2 separate regions of the Zea mays genome follow, and region 2 is linked to region 1. A link is a contact called in public Hi-C data. All regions are on one chromosome and are shown on one strand. The core of a region is the stretch at or near the end of the contact, and the rest is flanking DNA. Distances in the headings are between cores, read along the strand shown.

The links. A called contact is a pair of places that touch in the nucleus more often than the background predicts.
Region 2: a contact with region 1 is called in a Hi-C map of leaf, with 4 times the contacts expected there. The contact joins the promoter of LOC100275589 here to the promoter of LOC100282305 in region 1.

The regions. Positions count from the first base shown.
Region 1 is chr8:178,147,261-178,150,186 of Zm-B73-REFERENCE-NAM-5.0, reverse strand. It overlaps LOC100282305, which reads left to right and starts at 1,411. Exons shown (of 1, transcript NM_001155217.2): 1 at 1,411-2,478. The coding sequence starts at 1,496. The coding sequence ends at 2,221.
Region 2 is chr8:178,287,895-178,290,820 of Zm-B73-REFERENCE-NAM-5.0, reverse strand. LOC100275589 reads right to left here and starts at 1,373. Exons shown (of 7, transcript NM_001149639.3): 1 at 796-1,373. The coding sequence starts at 1,212.

The DNA.
Region 1 (2,926 bases), core at 162-2,661:
CATCAGGCCATCACTCGCCCAAACAACACAAACAAAAAAAGCGGGCGCCGGCGTCGCCGGGCAATCCCGCTCCCGCGCCCGCGATCCGTCCGTATCTCCACTTGGCGCCGCACCCACCTCGTGATTTGGAGAGGCGGCACGTAGAAGGCGCCGCAGCACCAGGACCAGAGCCCCTCGTCCCTCTTGTCCTCCTTTTCGGCTCTCTCTCCCTCTCTCTCTCATCCCGTCGTTTTCTACGCCTGCTACCCGAATCAATTCTTTTTTTTTTCCCGCAGCAGGTGTGTGAGCAGCGGCGCGGCATCACGCGATCCACGGCCCACCGGCGCGTGCCGGTTCCCTGTCGGATGGGTGTGCGTGGCTGTACCGCCTGTCGGTCTAGGGCGGCCAGGCGGCCAGCGGCTCTAAAAATAAAAGGAGGGCCTGCCGTGCCGCCTGCGGCTGGTGGGCGGCTCGCCTCGGTGGGTGCCCCCCACCCTCCGGGCCTAGCGATCCAAGCAACACGCCCACGTCCGAGGACCAGCTGATGCCGACATTTTGGTGGTGGGTGCCCGCCCGCCCGCGGCGCGGTCCTTTCTGCGCCGCGCGCTGATCCTGATCTCGCCGTTAGCGCGCGACTCGGCTCATGTGATTTTGATCTGCCGCGCGCGACTCGCCTGTCCAGTTATGGCCTGACTTCGCCTCCCTCTGCTCGTCTTCGTCGTTTCCCTCCTCCTGGATTGGATGACCATGGCCAGACCTCACGAGACGAGACGAGACAAGATCGAGGCTGGGCTTGCCGCACCGGGTGGAGCTCATCCGTCACATTGGGATTGCCGCATCGGGAGGTTCTTGCTCAAGTCGTCTGAGAAATCCAGTGTCGACAAAAAGTCAAAAACTAACCCATGATAGAGAGTAGTAGATGATCAGGCCCTGACATTACCGTTTGGAGAACAAGAACCGGGTAAATTTAGCATCAGATCTGTCGGGCCTCAAGTCCCAATTTATATAGTACAATTGATTTTTCAGAAGTTGTATGTTGTATAACAGTGGCATGGTGGATATTTTCGTACAGCTTCATGAGAATATATAGAAACAGTGTTTCTAAAAGTAGCCTCTAAGGAGCTTCATGAATTATATGAACTGGTCTCTAGTTTCGATTTTTCTAAAAAAGCTAGAGCTCGTGGAGTTGTATCTGTTTATGTAGAAAAAAGTTAGAATTGAGTTGAAATTTTTGAAGTTAAGCTATCTCAAACAGTATCTGAATAAGATGTATCTTTTGTTAGGTACAAACGGTAAGCTATATTAATTACAAAGTGAAGTTTAAAATACTTGATAAAATATAAGATAGGAGGAGGCGGGTGAATAGAGCTATTGTCCTTTTTTAGCCCACTCGTCTGCCTATAAATGCTGCCCAATCCCCCTTGCCTTATCCTAGACGCCACACACACACACACATCGCTTCTCCACACGACCTCGCTGAACCGGAAGACCCGCGCACACACGCCACTTGTGCACCATGGCGCCCCGGGTGGCGGACAAGTCGCCATTGCCGCTGGCCACCGGCCTGAAGCTTGGCGTTGGCGGAGGAGTCGGAGGCATGGGCTTGGGTCCACACTACCGAGGCGTGAGGAAGCGGCCGTGGGGACGCTACGCCGCGGAGATCCGCGACCCAGCCAAGAAGAGTCGCGTGTGGCTGGGCACGTACGACACGGCCGAGGAGGCCGCCAAGGCCTACGACGTCGCCGCCCGCGAGTTCCGTGGCGCCAAGGCCAAGACTAACTTCCCGTTCCCCCTCGCCGTCGCCGTCGCCGGCGGTGCTGGTAGCCCCAGCAGCGACAGCACCACCTTGGAATCGAGCTGTGGCGGCAGCGGGTGTGGCGTCGAAGCGCCTGTGCAGGCGGCCATGCCGCTGACCCCGGCCCTCGACCTCGATCTCTTCCACCGGGCGGCCGCCGTCAGCGCGGTCACCACCGGCGGCATGCCCTTTCCGTTCAAGGCCTTCCCCGTCGTGCGCCCGACCCCACATCAGTACTTCCTCTACAACCAGGCCGCGGCGGCCGCGGCAGCCGGGTACAGGATGTTCAAGGTCGCCTCAGCTCCAGTCACCGTAGCCGCCGTCGCGCAGAGCGACTCCGACTCCTCGTCTGTGGTTGATCGCACCTGTTCGCCTCCCGCGGTGACGGCAAAGAAGGAGGTCAGCTTCGAACTGGATCTGAACTGGCCGCCGCCGGCAGAGAACTAGTCGCACCGGAGTTTTCAGCTGACGACTTTGCAGTTTCCTTTTTCCCTTTTGGCCTTCATCAGGAATTGTAGTGTAGCTCTGGGTGTTTGGTCTTTTTTTTTTCTTGCATGTAGAGTGTAGACTATGATATGGTGGAGCCTTGTACATAGTACTGTAGTGTTTTTTTTTTCCGCCGAGACGGAGTAGATCTGTTCGTGTGTCTGGACAGATCAAACCGGCGTTGATATGGGCTTTAAACCATGGAGCATGTTGATTAATTTCTATGTATACTGAGGATATGATTGTTGACGAAAAAAAAACGATCCAAAGAAATGTCTCCGGTGAAGCTTCAGACGTTTCCTGTCGATCTTCCATTGAAGACTATTTTGTTGCCGTCACGGTGACACGACAAGTTTACTTCTGGTTTGGTCAGGGACGCGTCTCATTCTGCATGGCCGTTGTTTCCTCCTTGACGAGGCTGATTTGGAGCCAAACGACGTGCTCATCAGCTGACAAGTTTACTTCTGATTTGAAGCAGAACTGCAGAGGAAGGAGCCACTTGTTTGCGCTGCTGCTTTCCACGCTACGCCATATAACGACAGTAATCATCGTTCTCACCGCACCACGGCCCAAGCGGCGACGAAATAATTTTGAATTCCATGGTGGTATGGCAGCGTCAAGTAGACGGCAGGGCGGCCGCGTACAGTACAGATCCGTGAGAAAGAA
Region 2 (2,926 bases), core at 124-2,623, 140 kb before region 1:
TCCAGAAGGACGCGCCGCCGGGCGGCGGAGAGGAGGAGGAGGAGGATGAGGACCAGCAGAGTAGGAAGAGCTAGGAGCTTGAGCTTGGGCGCCGTCATGACGGCGGCGGTTAGGATTAGGCTTACTTCAGGCACTTGCGCTCCCCCCCTAATCTCGGGGGAGCGGTGAGGAGCTCGCGGGCGAAGATAGGGGGATATGGAAATCCGAATTGGCCAGATCCGAGATCAAACGGAAATTCGCGTGTTCTCCAAGGTTGTTTCAGTTATTTTTTTGTGCTGCTAAACATATTTCTAATCCTGCGAGAATTGACCAACCAACGCGAGGGTCGAGGGGCGATCAGTACAACACTACAGTCATGTTTGGTTCACTGCCTCAGTTGCCACACTTTGCCTACCTTTTTTGTCTAAAGTTAGTTATTAAATTCGAACGATTAAACTTAGATAAAGTGTGGCACATTTAGCCACAAACCAAACAGGCCTACAGCTTCACCAAGGTGTTGTTGCGGGTTGGAATTCTCATCCGCGTCGATAGTTATAGTTAAACCAACCAAAACTTGTCTTGCACAACCCCACGGATATTTGTGCATATGTCATGTGTGGCAGACACGCAAGGTGCAGAAACAGTTACGTCGCGGACGTGGGGCGTGTCGGTGTCACTGTCTCGAGTGTCTGTCTACCATGTCTGTAGAGCCAAGACCTCTCTCTCTCTGGATCCATCTTAATTTGTTCGGCAGCACAAGCACACCGTGTTACTGCAAAATTGTGCTCAGCTTCGGTCGGGGGAGGAGGCCCGTACCTTGATATGGAGTGTGCCGCCGCCGTACTTGGACCCGCTCTCGTTGTGGAACACCAGCCACGCCTCGTTCTCGTAGAAGCAGGCCCCCTTCCATCTCACCGTCCCCCCGCTGCCGGGCACCGAGCCCGACCCGCCGGCCGACGCGGCGCCGACGAACACCGGGAAGATGTCCGAGACGCCGCGGAGCGCCCGGAGCGCGGCCATGGCGACGCCCCGCGGCAGGAGGGGCAGCAGGTCCGCGGGGCTGAATGGGAGGACCGTGAGGGTACGGCCCCACGGCGCACCCACGCGCCCGAGGTATCCGTCGGCTTCCGATGAGCCCGTGGAGCAGAGCAGGAGCACGACGGCGAGCGAGGCTGCTGCTGCCGCCGCGAGCGGCAGTGCGGTGGTAACGAGCTGCTTGCTGCGGTTCGCCATGGCGGTCTACTGCTCTGGTCTACGGCCTATGGGGGACTGGTCGACTCGAGGATTTCTTATCGGGAGCTGGCCTGGGTTTTCCGCTCGGTTCCGTGTCAGACTGAGCAGCGAGGTGAATGGAGACACAGACACGGGCAGCGATGTCTGCTACGCAAATGTATTTGTTGCTTCTTCACCCAGTTGTTGAATTGTGTGGTTTTGAGCCCTCGAGGGCCCCCGGAGTCTCGAGAATTTAATGATTCTGTTACTGTGATTGGAGAGCTCTGAAGAAACATAAGTCTATACATGTACATGTGGGCCGGCCTGGCCCGGCACGGCACAGGCCCACAAAAGCACGGCCCACAAAGACACGGCCCACAAAAGCACATATCTAATTATGGGCCGTGCCGTGCCAGCACGTGTGCCCAGTCATCGGCCCACGGCACGGCCCACAATTAGTTATGTGTGCCAGGCCGGCCCAAATAGCCCAAAATATCTTAATGTGCCAGACCGGCCCATATACATACAATAGTAATATATCAACAAAAAATATAATATATATATATATATGACCAAAATAAAACTAAGATGTTTTGTGGATGCACATTATAAACCTTTGGTCATAAAGAAAAAAAAATATTACAAATAGCTCACAAATAATATTCAGTTCTATGTTTAGTGTTTAATTGAGTACTATACATCCATACAGAATACATATACAATGATCATCATCACTATTCACTATCCATATCTAGGTATTGGTTCTCGATGGCTTATTGAAGCTCTAGATTCTCCAAGTTATGCTAGTCATGTGGGCTTTGACGGACCTTAGTTAAATACTGAGTCTATATTTAGTGGGCCTCTGTGGGCCTTAGTTAAATGGGCCGTGCCAGGCCGGCCCGTGGGCTTGACTTGAGGCCCAGGCACGGCCCACAATGTGGGCCGTGCCGGCCCAGGCCCACAATTAGATTGGGCCGTGCCAGATATGGGCCGTGCCAGAAATTGTGTGCTTTGTGCCGGCCTATTAGGCACAGCACAAATGTACACCTATACATAAGTCGATGGATTGGGTGTTATGGTGAAATTTATCTGTTTAAATTCAACTGAGTTTATATATTAATATTTAGATCTTTAAATTTATCTAAGGCTAACTTAGGTTTTACATCTACCTACCGCTTGCGAAAATACCAACCACCAAAAAATCATTTAGGAGTAGTTTGGAAACCTTATTTTTCAAGAATTTTCGTTTTTTTCAAAGGAAAATGGACTAAATTCCCTTGGAAAAATGAAAACCTCTTGGGAAAATGAGGTTCTCAAACTAGCCCTTATGAAATAATCATTTTTTGGATGCGTGTATCTTAAGACGACTAAGATACGACCACCGACGTTAATCGATTTTTTTACTCTATTAAACCCATCCTTGCAAAGGTCACTAAAATAGTAATTATCGTGGTTTTGGAGGTGAGCTAGTGTGGACTCAATCTGAATGATGAGCCGCTGAGACTCAACTGATAGGTTTGAAACGATGTGTTATACTTGTTTAGGCTTGTGCTTAGTCTAGTGTTGATCGTAGTATTGCTAAGGACGTGTTACAACTGGTGTGCTTGTGTGTCGTTCGAAGGAAACTTCTTTCTTTTATATCTTAAGAGATAATCCTTAAATTGGAATCCCTTCCTTACTAGAGAGAGAAAGAGAGAGGGAGGGAGGGAGAGAGAGAGTCCTATCCGCCTAGGTC